Linked DNA regions of Mus musculus: all the other regions are linked to region 3. The links are chromatin contacts, called in public ChIA-PET and promoter capture Hi-C maps. All regions are on one chromosome and are shown on one strand. Each heading gives the region's core, a stretch centred on a gene start, on an enhancer-like site or on the middle of the called end of the contact. The rest is flanking DNA. Distances are from core to core; before and after follow the strand shown.

What was found. Promoter capture Hi-C pulls out the DNA fragments that hold promoters and counts their contacts. ChIA-PET counts read pairs in DNA pulled down with a chosen protein or histone mark.
Region 1: an RNA polymerase II ChIA-PET map of memory CD8 T cells shows a contact between it and region 3, with 18 read pairs. The contact joins the enhancer-like site here to the promoter of Mtif2 in region 3. A contact is called at or near these places in 1 of 39 promoter capture datasets (cranial neural crest), 1 of 484 Hi-C or Micro-C datasets (embryonic stem cells), 8 of 115 datasets of contacts at active chromatin or transcription factors (bone marrow-derived macrophages, effector CD8 T cells, embryonic stem cells and 4 more) and 2 of 9 other capture datasets (adipose tissue and pancreatic islet).
Region 2: a contact with region 3 is called in a promoter capture Hi-C map of embryonic stem cells, with 2.1 times the contacts expected there. The contact joins the promoter of Sptbn1 here to the promoter of Mtif2 in region 3. A contact is called at or near these places in 2 of 39 promoter capture datasets (embryonic stem cells and pre-B cells) and 1 of 115 datasets of contacts at active chromatin or transcription factors (embryonic stem cells).

The regions. Positions count from the first base shown.
Region 1 is chr11:30,181,658-30,186,696 of GRCm38.p6, forward strand. All of the region lies in intron 1 of Sptbn1 (spectrin beta, non-erythrocytic 1), which reads right to left. Among named protein-coding and RNA genes, the nearest start is that of Sptbn1, 36 kb to the right of the region's middle. Within about 2 kb of position 1,319, at least 136 of the 459 cell types and tissues checked have an H3K27ac peak or open chromatin away from gene starts, as enhancers often do. A contact at or near this core is called in effector CD8 T cells, embryonic stem cells, memory CD8 T cells and 2 more, where this site is marked.
Region 2 is chr11:30,216,491-30,221,321 of GRCm38.p6, forward strand. It overlaps Sptbn1 (spectrin beta, non-erythrocytic 1), which reads right to left and starts at 3,282. Exons shown (of 35, transcript NM_175836.2): 1 at 3,089-3,282. The coding sequence starts at 3,236.
Region 3 is chr11:29,524,768-29,529,725 of GRCm38.p6, forward strand. It overlaps Mtif2 (mitochondrial translational initiation factor 2), which reads left to right and starts at 1,630. Exons shown (of 14, transcript NM_133767.3): 1 at 1,630-2,076.

The DNA of each region.
Region 1 (5,039 bases), core at 69-2,568, 660 kb after region 3:
CATAACTTATATGGAAGAATTTAGTCATCAGCAACAACAGCTTTATGTTTTGATATCTGAAAAAAAAACTACTTTTTTCCAGCTGGGTATTATTCAGTCTGTTGATAGGTTAAGTGTGCCCTTTAGAATTCCCCACAAATCTGTCTAATACCTACAAAGAATGATCAAGTATACAATGGCTTACAGCAAAAACTAAAATCCTATCCACACAGGCTGACAGCTGTGTGTACTATGACTTGTTTTGTGTTGCCACCTATTAGAAAATAGGGTTTTAGGGCCTGGGAAGATAGCTCAGGTAATAAATTACTTGCTCTGAAGCATGGACTGGAGTTCTATCCCTAGAAACCATGTCAAAACAACAACAAAGTACATATGCAAACCACTCAGGCAGTATGTACTTACGGTGCTCACCACTGGGGAGGTTGAGACAGACAGATCTTTAGTAGTTTCTGACCAGCCAGTCCAGCCTAATTAATAAGCACCAGGCCAGTAAGACCCATCTTAAAAAACAAACAAATTGGGCTAGACATGGTGATACACAGTTTAACTCCCAGCATTTTTGAGGCACAGGCAGAGGGAAAGGCAGAGGAGTCTCTGTAAGCCAGCCTAGTCTACATAATAGAGTTTCACAACAGCCAGGATTGCATAGAAAGACCCTGTCTCAAAAAATAAACAATAAGAAACAAAACAAAACAAACAAATCTGACTTGAGATGGTCACTGCGACTCATGCCTGCTACCCTAGAACTTGAGACACTGAGGCAGGAGGATGACCAGTCTATACAACAAGATCCTGTGTCAAGATTTAAAAAAAAAAAAAGCTAACAACAAAATTTTAAAAAAATATCACTTGACAGACTCCTGGGAAATGACTTCTGGCCTCTACAAGCACGCATCTATGTGTACGTAAGTGTGTGCCTGCACATAATTAACATGTATACACATACACACACAGACACAAAGGAAAGGAAACATAGCCATTTTCAAGAAATGTTGAAAAGAGCTTTGTCTTGATACAATTTCCGCCACTGGTAGCTACCTGCTCGATTTGTCAGTTGCTGGCTCTCTCTTTTCTCTAGACATATTTCACCTCACAAGCCTCAGATTTCTTAACCCACAGGACAGAAAAAACACCTACCTCACTGGGCGTCTGAAAGGGTAAATAATGTGTGTGTGAAGGTACCTCATATTTCTTTCTTAAACTCACATTCAATGCAGAAGTTTGTGGTTTGACTTTGAAGCCACAGGTTATCAGTATAAGAAGTACAATGTGGTGGCAAGGGTGTGGCTTCCAATTCCAAACCGGATGACACCAGTCATACTTTTCATAGTAGCACTGGTTTACCGCGGCCTCCACGAGCATGACCCATCCTAATACAAAGGGTGGATAGCTCAAGCAGCAGCATGCTAGTAACTGGTGGCTTTCTGACCTGGGCTAGAAGAGCACCCCTCCAGAAGAAGGAAGGAAACACTGTCCTAGGACAGAGCAATGTAGTTATACTCTGTCAGAGAGAGAGGGAGAGACAAAGAGGCAGGTGGGGAGGGAGAATAAACTGCAGGGACTGTTGCTAGACAACTTCCGCATGCTGGCCACACCCAAGCACACCTCCGTTCTCTGGGATGGAGTTTGTGTGAAACAATGGTTTAAAGCTACAATGGCTTTGTGCTCAACCCGGTGCAGATGCCAGCTCTACCACTAGCAGTTACTCAACAGTGGGCAAGTTACTTCTTTCCTCATATGTAAATATGGATCATTTCTGTTCTTATCTGGAGAATTCTTCGGAATGCATAACAGGTGTGATGGCACTGGGGGACTGAGGCAGCAGGACCATGATTTCCAGTTCTATAGTAACACCTGTCTCAAGAGACCAACACAAATAACAGAACTGACTAAGTCAACAGTGTACTCAGTAAAAGTTACCACTGCCAATAGAACGAAGCCTTTTACACCAGCAGGAACCTGAGCAACTGAGTTGGCTTTTGTCTTCCCCTTTTCACAGAGGGTCGACATACAAGAATGGAGCTGATTCTCACAGCAACCTAGGAGAGATGGCCTCTGCTCTGCAAGTGTGTGTAGTCTACCTTTCCTCTTTCAGAGTATCTACTCAAATCCTCAACAAAACTTCCTTCTTGTCTCTTGATTGGTCGGTGAGCTTCCTGAAGGTGGAGAGAGAAACTGTATCCCTGTGAGTCCAGCTGCTTAGTGGAGCTGGAGATAGAAACGCTTCCATAAGCAGAATATTAATCAGAGAATGAATCATGCCTGGTCATTATTCTAATTACCAGGGCTCCTCATGCAAGAGTAGTTTTGTTTTCTTTTTAATGCAAGAAATCTAGTCAAGTTACACTGTAAATTCCTACTAGAAGGGAAGACAACGTAAGATCATACATCAACTTCTGAATTACCAAGAGATCTGTGTCTCACTTCCCTTTTCCTTAAACCCTGAGCACACAACAGGGCTGGATCAATGACTTAATTCAGGAGTTCACAGGAAAAGGAGGTAAGAAAAGTCTGGTAACAGCAGAAGGTGAAAGGGTCCCCAGGGGGTTGGTGTGTGTGTGTGTGTGTGTGTGTGTGTGTGTGTGTGTGTGTGTGTGTGTGCGCGCGCGCACGCGTGTGTGTTAAGGGCTGACCACGGATTCACATCCGTTCCCGTATACTCTATTCCACCTGAGAGGTAAGCACAGAAGACCATCACCACACACTACCCCCACCAAACTGCTCCCACCACTCTAGACTCCCTCCCTCAATACTATCCCTTCTCCCCAACCTCAATAAAGACTACAATTATGCACAGTTGTAACTAAAAAGCCCCAGTCAAGTAGACCACAGTCTGGTCCATTGATAAATGACTTTAAAAAGCAGTTTCCTGTACTTCAAGTGAAAAACAATTTAACTTTGAAATCATGTATTTACATAGGAAAAATAAGAATACTTAGAAAATGGAGTAGGGACTGAGAAACACCAAGGACTTGAAAGTAGTTCGGGGTCAAAATTATTAGAAGCCAGGTAAGTGTGCACATTAATGTGTTATTTACATTTCTGAGGCCTTGCCTTTGTTTGTATTACTCATGCTGCAGGCCCTGGGGCAAAGGCACCATGTGCAGTGTAAAACGCTGGGTTTGCTTTACAGTAACACAACACACAAATGTGAATGGCAGCCATACCCAGGGAAGTGGATCCAGTTTCACAGGCTACACTATTGAACACTTGTTGCCATGAAGCCAGATTATAAACTTTTCAAGCATTCCACTCAAAAGAAAAGAGTCAGTGGGAGACATCTAATACCTAACTCCAGCAAACCACTTCTACCTATCCAAACTTTTATAGTTATGTTTAGTTTCTTCTCTCCTCTTAAAGTTAAAATTCCACAGCACCTTGCAGTTCACAAGCAGTACCTAAAACAGAGAGTTAAGGGCAGGCAGGGATCACTGGGATCATATCAAATTAAAAAAGCAAATAAGTTTAGCCCAGACCTTCCTAAAGCTGTACTTTGACTGCAGATTCATTCTTTCTTTCAACAGTTCTGAGTTTGTTGGTACCACCTGTCTTCTCAGGGGAAGAAGGAAGACAACCAGGACGAAAAGAACTCTGTGTGTTACTGTTTTCCTTACTCCACCATCCCGCTGTGCTGGCTAGCTTTATGTCGACTTGATGCAAGTTAGAGAAATTCAGGAAGAGAGAACCTCAACTGAGAAAATGTCTGCATCAGACTGGCCTTGTGGGCAAGCCCATGATGCTTTTTCTGACTGATGGTCCTGGGTACTGTAAGAAAGGAGAATGGGCAAGCCATGGGGAGGCAAGCCACTTAAGCTGCACTCCCTCCATGGCTTCTATTTCAGTTCCTGCTTCTGAGTTCCTGGCCTTAGTTCCTGGATGTACCAGAAGCTGAAATAAACACTGTCCCTCCATCAAGATGCTTTCAGTCATGGTGTTGTATCACAGCAACAGAAACTCTAAGACAGCCCCATTATTCATGAAACAGGTGCCAAGGATAAGAAAATAAATAGGTTTCTAGTGCCTTTTAACAGGAAAAGCCGCCCCCACTCCCACTGTTTCTCCAGGGAGTTCACAAATCTTTACCTAAACAATATCCAATATCCCCATAACTAAGGCAGAGTCCCTGTATATGGAATGTTCAGTGCTCTGGTAGACCAAGGTGAGGTTACAATATATTCAAGTTAATCCCCATAAGCATCCCAAGGGCTATTCTTTCCAGATGAGGAAATCAGGATAAAAGAAGTTACCAACGGAGCCAGGATTGAATGTAAGCTTTGGTGAATCCATAATGCATGTGCGTTCTAGCCTCCTTCTGCTTCTGAAGAGACAAAGTCCTGGGCAGTTGTGCCCACCACTAAGACCAGGTTTAACACTCCTTCCAAGGCTCCCCTGGCTACTAGCACAGAGCACACAAGTGGGAATTCACTTGCACAGCAATTCTGTGCAGATAATACACATAATAATCTTCTCTACTATCATGATAAATGTCTCCCTCAATACAAATGAAAGTACTGTGTTCAAGCACTAGAAACATAGTAAATTCACATCTCAAGTATCACACACAGAAGCTGATGACTTACAGTGACTCAGTGGAACTCATCAGTTCAATAAACTAAGAATTAAAATAGATGCAAATAAAAATGATGTAACTCCTTAAAGCAGTGGTTCTCAACTTGTGGGATGTAACCTCTTACAAGGGGTGGGGTGGAGGTCCTATCAGATATCTTGCATATCAGATATTTACATTATGGTTCATTATAATAGCAAAATTAGTTATGATGTAGCAACAAAATAACTTTATGGTTGGAGGAGTCACTATATTAAATGGCCACAGCATTAGGAAAGTTGAGAACCACTGCCTTAATGTGTCTTTTCCTTAAAAAAGAAAATTAATTTTAAAAATAACAATGCCACATATCTCTTAAGAGATTGTTTGATCTTCTATGATCTTAGGTATATCATATCAATGCTTCCAAAATAATGTCTACAGTTTGTACAGGACTTCAGGTTAAATACACATAACACCCTTGAAACTGGTT
Region 2 (4,831 bases), core at 2,032-4,531, 690 kb after region 3:
CCTGACCAGAGGGTATGTAGCTCAGGATCTCAGAAGGTACAGCGCCTTTATACAACGTTGCCATACTCAGTGTTCTGCTCTATGGTTTGTGGTTCAGCCCCCTTTTTCTCCCTGCTTTCTTTTTTAGACAGGGTTTTGTTTTTTTTTTTTGTTTTGTTTTTGTTTTTGTTTTTGTTTTTGTTTTTGCAGCCTTGGTAACCTGGCATTTACTCTGAAGCCCATGTAGGCCTTCAATAGTAATCCTCAGACCTCAGCCCTACAAGTGCTGGGATTACAAGCACGCACCATCATACGTGGTGCCTGCTGTTCATTTCTTATTTTAGTTTTCTCGAGATAGGCTATCCTAGAACTTACCATGTAGACCAAGCTGACCTCAAACTCACAGACTTCTGCCTGCCTCGGACTCTAAGCATTGGGATTAAAGATGCGTGTCACCAAGTATGGCCCCACTGTACCACCACACGTAGTCCCACTGTTCATTTGATATGTGGTAAGTGTTTTTGTTGCCTTATTAAATAACACACGGATTTTTATGTCAGCACTGTAAAGAACAAACCAAACCAGACCTGGAGCAGTTCTAGTATTGGGCACTTCAGTAGAGGCTTATTTTAAAGGCCTAACAGTATAAGGTTCATTTCTCTTCAAGAATTTCCAGGATTTTAAAGAGAGGTATCCACTTCTGCTTCTTTTCTCTTAAAGGAAAACAGTTAATGGTTATTGTAATCTTACCATTTTGTAAAATGTTATCTCTGAGTTGAAAACAAGCATCTACTTGACTGTTCTGCTGCCTAGTGCCATTTAGTGCCATCTCCCTGAGAGCCACCAGCTTTTGCAGAGAACATCTCCAAAGGGCTCTGTGTTCTAACATAGCTATAGCCCAGTCACAGCTCAGTGCCCAAAGCCTCCCTCCAATCCCAACACACCAGTGCTTCCAACTAGAATTTGACAAGAGGCAAAAGGGAAGGGATGAGCAATGACGCTCAGCATACAGCAGTCAGGCTTCCTGCAATCTGGAAGACCACTACAGGGGGTAAGGCACTCACAGAAGGAGGCTAAAAAGAGACTTGTTTATTTACCTAAGTCTCTCTTGTTCTGGGGCCAATTTGCACCTTGTTTCCTTTCACAGATGGTTTATCTTCATGCAGAATATGCTAATCTCCCTTAAAAAGTTAACATAAAAGCCTTCTTTCTCTAATCTACAAATTATCTGCTCTGAACACACCAACCACACCTCTAGACAGACAGACCGCTGGGTAGCACTGCTACATTTTCTTCAAATATATTTTTTCTGATTGATCTTTTTTTTTTTTTTTTGTCAGTCAGGATTTTTCTGTGTAGCTCTGGCCATTCTAGAACTCACTCTGTAGACCTGGCTGGTCTGAAACTCAGACCTGCCTCTGTCACCTGAGTGCTGAGATTAAAGAAATGCACATCACTACCTGGCTGGCTGGCTTCCTTCCTTCCTGTCTGTCTGTCTTTATTTATTTTTAATTTGAAGGAAAGATTTGCACACATGACACGGCATGGTGTGGAGGTCAAAGAAAAACTGTTGTGACTCAATTCTCTCTTGACACTATGTGGGTCCCAGGGATCAAACTTGGGTTGGGAGGGCTGGTGGGCAATATTGCACCAGTCTTAAGCTGCCTCTTTTAAAGGCAATCATTTGTAAGTCTCCAGCTAGCCATGGCCTGCTATATAAATATCTGGGCCAAACAGAATTTCAATACCACACCCAATCTTACAGAAATTTGTACTAAAAGGAAACTGGGTTATTAAGTCAATTAAATTATAAATATAATTTTGCACTGAGGTTTCATTGAATCTACATTGCACCCAAGTCTGGTGTAAGACAAATTATGAAGGCGCAGTTACTAAGTGGAGGGCTCCAACAAATGAAGAATAACTGAGATACTGTCCTATAGCAGTTAGCACATGGCTTTGTTGAGCCTGCTTTGCATGAGACCAACCTCCACTTTCCCTGTCTCCCTCCATCCATCTCTCTTTCTCTTATTTGAGACAGTGTCTTACCACATCAATCTTAGCTGGCCTAAAACTTGCTAGGTAAACCAGGCTGGCCTCAAACTCACAAACATCTGCCTGCCTCTGTTTCCTGAGTGCTAGGATTAAAAGCATGGCCACCACACCTGGCCCCTGTCTGATATTTTACGATAATCCCTTTATTCTCCTTTAATTCTATCACATGCTGCTGCTGTTACTTGTTTTTGTATGGCAAGGATGAAATGAGGGCTCTGTCCATGTTGAACAACTGTGTTTTCTACTAGCAAACACATCTCTTTAATTCAGAGTACATGCATCTCTATTCTTGGCAAACAGAAATGACTTGACTAAAAATAATCATGAATTCAGGATTCTTTTCAAAGAATCCAATCAGCAGACACAGAATAAATGTTTAGCTCCCTTGTTTCCTGAATACTTTCTTGTGGGTTTCTAGTTCATGTGAATCATGTCAAAAGTACTGACAAACTTACAATTTAATAATCAAGGCACCTATTATAATAGACTTTGTATCGTAAACTAGAATATAATTGGAATAACTACTTAACATCTACCTGGCATGGTTTTTCTCTAGAAAATGAAACTGAATGGGAATGATCAGTGGCAAACCTACTCATTAACAGCATTAAATATGGCCTTCCCACAGGACACTGCTACTTTTCAGATCTAAAGCCCTTGTAACAAGGTACTTACCAACCTCTCACCGAAAAGATCAGCTAATCTGCCACTGGCATTACGTATACAGCCAAGTTGGATATTTTATATAAATATAGTATGTTAAAACACTTGAAATTAAAGATGTGTTAGAATTAAAAAATCCTTACAAACTCTTAGCAGCTCTTTCTAAATTGCTGTAAACATTATTTACTGTGTTCTAAACTATGTTGGTCATTAAGTTCGGCAGCTCTCCAAAAGTAAATGTCTTATAAAAGGGTAAGCAAGCTCTCATAGGATATGTTAAAGCAGGGAGAGGTCAACTTCAAGCAAGACAGCTTAAAAGAGAAATGGTTGATGTTCAAGGGACTACAGAACATCTGGTGACAGGTGGGACATACAACATCAGGACACTTACCTGCCAGGGCCTTGATGCGGGAGCGCTCAAAGAGCCTTGCAGAGCTGTTCTCATTGTCCCAGTCATCCACATCCCAGCGGTTGTTCACATCACTGTACTGCTGCTGGATCTCAATGTTGTCATAGTCTGTGGCTACCGTGGTCGTCATCTTGACTGTCTCAGCTGCTTGTCCACATCAGTTACTTTTCAGAGTTCTGTGAGTAAAAAAGGAAAAGCACAGGTGTGTATACAAAGTGTACATCCTCTATACACCTGCTGGGGTGATAATAAGGAAAAACTAGGACAGTCACTGCTTGTCCAGATGTGCCTTCTAGAGCCAAGGCCAGTTCTGAACTTTGGCTCTGCTTCATAGCACATGTGTGACCTCGGTCATGCTACTTTAATGCTTTCCCCAAACCCGGAGGAGGGAGAAGACTGAAGGAAACACTGGGTGCCAAATTAATGTTCTTTCCTAAAGGAGTTTAAAGTGTCTGGGCAGTGATGGTGCACACCTTTAATCCCAGTACTCAGGAGGCAGAGGCAGGCTGATCTCTATGTGTCTGAGGCCAGCCTGGAGTACAAGACAGCTATGGCTACACAGAGAAACCATGTCTTGAAAAAAACCAAAACAGAGCAAAATGAACCAAAAAAGTTTAAGGTGAAGGTTTAATGTTTTATCAGGGCTGTATCAGCATCTACATGGATCTTTTTAAGTGAATTCCCTTAGTTTTATTGTCTATTACCGTTTAGTTTTTCCTTCATAAGCTACTATATAAGAAAAACTAACAAATCATTCTGTCTCTATGTCTCATTTACATATTAGAATTGATGCCTAAGGTTAAGATGGAAGCATATGGCAACAAAGATAGTATCCATGCATAGTAAATACTCAATAGGTATTATAATTATTTATACCATTGTTACTATAAATTCTAGGACCAATACCAATAGTAATGCCCACTCCTTTAAAGCCCTTGAGGATAATGGTGGGTTTTTTTTTTTTTAAGGAATAACTATGAAATAAGCTCTGGCTCACTAAAGTCTTCACTTTATCAATGTATTCTTGGAGGATCAAGAGAAATATGTTTAGTTTTAAATACAGTTTCTCCATTCAATACAGCTATTACTCACATGCAGAACCCAACCATATTGAGGAATTACTACATGATCAGCAGTGCTCTAGATTCCTGGGGAGAACAATAAATGACACAAGTGTTACATCCTCATAGAAGGGAGACCAAAAACACACACACACAAAAGCCAGAGAGTTTAAGGAAAATAAAATACAAACAGATGAATTTGAAACTGGCTATTTTAGACTGGTCAGAAATAAATACTCTGCTTAGTGTAGGTCTCGGTGTCTAAAAGGTACAGATCATGGCCAGATCAAGAAGAATGGCACACCAGACAAAGGTACACCAAGGTATGCTCAGTATAGTTGGAGTCAGGTGTGCAGAGGGAAAGGTAAGGAGAGACAAGGCTAGGGGAGCTAGACAGGGCTCCCCTGCATAGCTCATCAGACTTGGCTGATGATGACCTTTGAGTCAGCATCGGCCACTGGTGGATGTGATTCTAAAGGATAGTTCTTGGTGCCATGTGGAAACAGATTCTAGGAGGCTACTCCAACGATGGAAGTGGTTTGGCACTGGCAGTAGTAGACGTGAATGTGGTAGTAGTGTGCGTGGGTATGTGTCAGGCATGCTGACAGGACTTGGAGAAAGGCCTGGATGAAAGGCTTGGATTCAGACTCAATCTTGGAGAACC
Region 3 (4,958 bases), core at 380-2,879:
CAGAACAGGATCATGCTGACTGCATCTGTTAGGTTATGTTCTGAGGTTTATTAATCTTAAGAAATTCCACAAAATTTCATGTAGGATCCATGAGGTTAAAGGTCAATATGAACTGTTATGTCTAAAATATCTTGAGTCTGAGTTGCCCAGTAGTCAGCATTTCCTGCACCTGTGTATGAACTCGTTGTGGTTTTTTTCCTTTATAAGTTAATAGGAAAGGATATCCATTGTCATAGTTGAGATAATTCTGAGCTGTCTCTGGTCTGACCAGTATTAGGATGTGCATTCAATAAACTATTCCTGCTTATTATTCCTATGGTTTGTGTGGCGATTCCTGAACCCAAACAGTTTTCTACAATGATTTCTTCAAGGTCCAAGTACTTCTAGAAAACAACTATTCCTTCTGATGTTTGCCCAGAGATACAGTGATTCTATTAGAACTACACTACAGGCTACAGAATGGCTACAGACGTTGAAAGGGTTAAAGCCGAGTTAAGGACTTTCAAAGAGGCCTGAGAAGCAGAAGCTGAAAACTAACAGAAAAAGTGTCTGAGGAAAAGACAATGCACCCAGGCCGGAGGTCGGATGGAATGATGATGACAGAGTTTGAACTGCAAAAAAGGCCATGTGGTTGAGGTTGTAGAGGTAAAGGGAATGTCCAGGTGCAAGCAAATGAACAGGTGGTTGGATGTAAATTTTAGTAGGCCACACATTATTTTAGCTGGTTTCTCAATGCTTGCCAAAGCAAGTGAGAGCAAAGAACTGCTTACAGAAAGTGAACTTCAATACATGTTTATGAACTTGGGTCATTTTCAAGTGTGGGCTTAATGGAGATTCAGATAAAAAAGGTTTTCAGGAGTCTCTATAGTCATTAATACTGACTGAATCTTTGTGATGGAAAGGGGTAAGGGTAATGAGATGGCTACGTGAATAAAGGAGCTTATTTCAAGCCTGAGTTCCTGAATTCAGTGTGTGTATACAAATAAAAAAGACAAAAATTTTTTAAAGAAAATGAGTGGACTGAGGGACCTGAGTTTAGGGTAGACAATGAGAGATAATGGTAAAGCGTGCTTTGGGATAAGAAACTTTTCTATGCTATTCCCTTAATCTGTGGTAGTGCTAGGTGTAAACGAGTTACCCTCAAGAGATGATGATGGCTGTGGCCAAAGAGGAGACCGGAAAAACTCCAAAGTGAAGAAAAACAACCAAAATCATAACGAAAAACGTTTACTTGACTCGTACTCTCAACAAGTCACTGAAACCTTCCCACGATCTTATGAAGTCCGTACCGTGATTCCATACAACAGATAAAGTCGAGGCACAGAGTTGACAACACACCTCTAAGTTCACACTGTGAACGGGCTGGGCCAGCAGCCGGAGAACCCTAGCTCCACTACCTACCCTGCCCACCCCGTTAGAGCTTTCTAGGGCCACCTTGCGCCGCTTCCTTCCAGCTAGATACACGCAAGTTTGAAGTACGTGTTCTTCCTGGAGAAGGGAGGGAACTGCAGAGCACCCGGTCCCCACTGCAGGCCAGCAGCCGAAGCTGCAGGTTACAGGACCAGCCATAGCCGGCCTCCACCAGCCACAGACAACCCAGAATTCCATGGGGAAGCTGCTTCCGGCGGTACCGGAAGCACGACGGGGACCTCACGGAAGGGACGGACTGAATGACCCACAATTCTCCTGGGTCCGGAGGGCGACCTCGCCTGGGAGTTGAGTGAGTGGGGTCTCTGCGCTAGGGTGGTCGCGAGTGCCAGTGTCACTTGCCGCGGCTTCGGAGTCCACGAGCGCTCAGGTGCGCTCCCCAGAGGCCCGCGTGGCAGCGGCGGTGTTTGATTTTTCACAACGATTTTTTTTTTCCTTTCCAAATCCTCTTACTGGTCTATTCAGACATTTCCGTTAATGCAGCTACGCTTTTGCAGCATTCGCACGCCCTCTCCGCTATGGGAATTGTCAGCCTGAGTTCTCGGTTGCCGCTAACCTTATGGAAGTAGTAATGACCCCTTCTTGAGTCCACTGTCCTCTGTAAAGTGAGAGGCGTTGGGATATTTAACAACCAAGATTTCTTCCCAGGTTTGAGATTTGGGTTATTATTCTGATGTGTCTGATTTCTCGATTATATATCTCTGTGTTGGTTTGTCTCATAGAGTCTCGTTTCATTGTTCTGTGCCCTTGTCAAATCTGCTTCACAGCTCATTTAAAAATGATTTAAGTAAGATGGGCATAGTAGTGCACATCTTTAATCCCAGCGCTTGGGAGGCAGAGGCAGGTGGATCTATAAGTTCGAGTCCCTCTTGGTCTACATAGTGAGTTCCAGGACAGCCAAGGCTACATAGTGAGACCCTGTCTTAAAAAAAAAAAAAAAAAAAAAAAAAAAGGTTTAAGGAATCCTATGCTTTCTGAGCACTTCCTTTTACTCCCTTGCATGATTAAAGCAATGCATTCTCTCTTTCTTCTCTGTCTCCCTGCCCCTTCACTCCATCTCCTTCCTCCTCCTCCTCTTTCTTCTCTTATCTTTTGCATTTTCTTTTGAAAGGTGGTTTCCCTGATATACCTAGCCTGGCCTTGAGCTCCCTATGTAGCTAAGACTGAAGACTGGCTTTGAACTTGGCATCCTCCAGCCTTTGCCTAGAGTTGCCTGTGCCAGCAGGCCTGGCTTGAATTTCTAAATCTTAGTTCATTTACTTGGAATGAAGTCAGAATTTCTTTTGATCCTTTCCTTCTTGAATGAGTCTTTTAAGGTAAAATACTAACTATTAAACACCCACAAAGCCTCAGAATTATCTATAAATGAGGGAGATGGTGGCTTGTGAATGTTTGTAACATTCATGTTGTGAATCTTCAGAGAAAGTAAGTCATCAGTGAGAAACAATACATTTATCATCTCATTTTTTTCTTTGTAACCTTGTTATAGAAAGGCTACAAAGAAACACTTCTTTCTTTTTTCAGAACTCAGGAAAATGAGACTCATAGGACAAGAGTGACTGGTCTGTAAGAGGTGTCAAGTCAAGGCCTTTTGTTACTGCATCAGGTCCTTTCTCTACTACTTTACTGTGTCACTTTCAGCTCTAGATTTTTTTCCTTTTATTGGTATTTTTTTCTGTGTCTGTATGGTGTGTGTTATGTGTATATATGGGCAAATCATGTACAAGGCATGGGCTACAGGGAGAGGTTTGAGAACAGTTTTGGGGAGTTGAACCTTTCCTTCCATCTTCTCATGGATTCTGGAGATTGAACCCAGGTTGTCAAGCTTAAAAACACTTTTTCCTGCTGAGCCTTCTCCTAGACTGTGTGGTGTATTTTCATTTTTTTATTTGTTTGTTTGTTTGTTTTTGAAACAAGGTCCATGAAGCTTAGGTTGGCCCCAAACTTACTATGTAACCAAAGTTGGCCTTGTACTTCTGACCTTCATTCCTCCACTTCCCAGATGGTAGGATTACAGTCACCTATACCATACTTGGCTGTCGTTTATTTCCTTTAAAAACAAATCAGCTAGGTGGTAGTGGCACACTTATAATGCCAGCATTCAGAAGGCAGAAGCAGGCAAATCTCTGAGTTTGAGGCCTGCTTGGTTCTAGAACTGATAGAACTACACAGAGAAACCCTGTCTGAAAGAAAGAAAGAAAGAAAGAAAGAAAGAAAGAAAGAAACCAAAAACACTGCTGGGAAGGCCTGGTGACATGGGTCTCATGGCAGAACCTAGGAGGTGGAAGCAAAGGCATCATGAGCTCCGGGCCAGTGTAGCAACACAGTGAAGTCATGTCTCACCGCAAGCTGTTGAGCCTATTCCTCTGTCAGTACCATAAATACATGTGAGGAGGATGCATTGGCATGTCCCATTGAAGCTTTAGCTTTATTGCTAATGCTGTGACCCTCTAATACAATTCCTTATGTTGTGATGGTGCCTAACCATAAAGTTATTTTGTTGCTATTTCATAAGTATAATTTTGCTACTGTTATGAGTTGTAAAACATAAATATTTGATATTCAGGATATTTGCTATGCAACCCCCAAAAGGGTTGTGACCCACAGGTTGACATCAGCTGCCCTATATGATTAAGGTAGGACTGGAGAGATGGCTTAGCGGTTAAGAGCACTGACTGCTCTTCCAGAGATCCTGAGTTCAATTTCTAGCAACCACATGGTGACTCACAACCATCTGTAGTGGGATCCGATGCCCTCTTCTGGTGTGTCTGAAGACAGCAAGAGTACTCATGTAAAATAAACAAGTAAATAAATTTTAAAAAATGATTAAGGTAAATTCAGTGCAATACTCCATAATTTTCATTCTTTTTAACATTCAAGAATAATGCTTAGTGTTATAAAACAACAATGTATCCTCTAATGAAATTTTTTAAAACACAATGTAGGGGGATAAAGAGTACTGGCTGCTCTTCCAGGAGACCCACACGGTGGCTAGCAGCTGTCTGTAACTCCAGTCGAGGGTCTGATACTTCTTTTGGCTTTTAGGAGCATTCCACCCACATGATACACAGACATGTACAAGCAAACACCCATAAACACAAAATAAAAATCAATCTTAAAAAGCAGTGCAACTTCACTCATATAAACAAATATTAAGTATAGAGGAAAGGCTGAAAATGAACATTAAAATAAGAGTGTGTGTGTTTGTGTGTGTGTGTGTTTATGTTCATGCGTACTAGGAATCAAACCCAGATTTGTGTGCCTGCTAGACAAGTATTCTGATTCACAAGCCCCTGAAAAATAATAATAAAAAATAGCCATTTATTGTTTTTAGATAGTGTCTTATGTTGCCAAAGTAGGCCACAAACTGTTTAAATGACCTTGAACTTCTGATGCTCCTGCTGCCATGTGTATGCTAGGATTACATGTGTGCCATATTCAGGCAGTATTGTGCATGCAAGGCAAATGCTCTGGCAAGTGGGTTAAGTTCTTGCCCCACTTGTTTCTTGTGGCCTATCAGCCTTTTTATA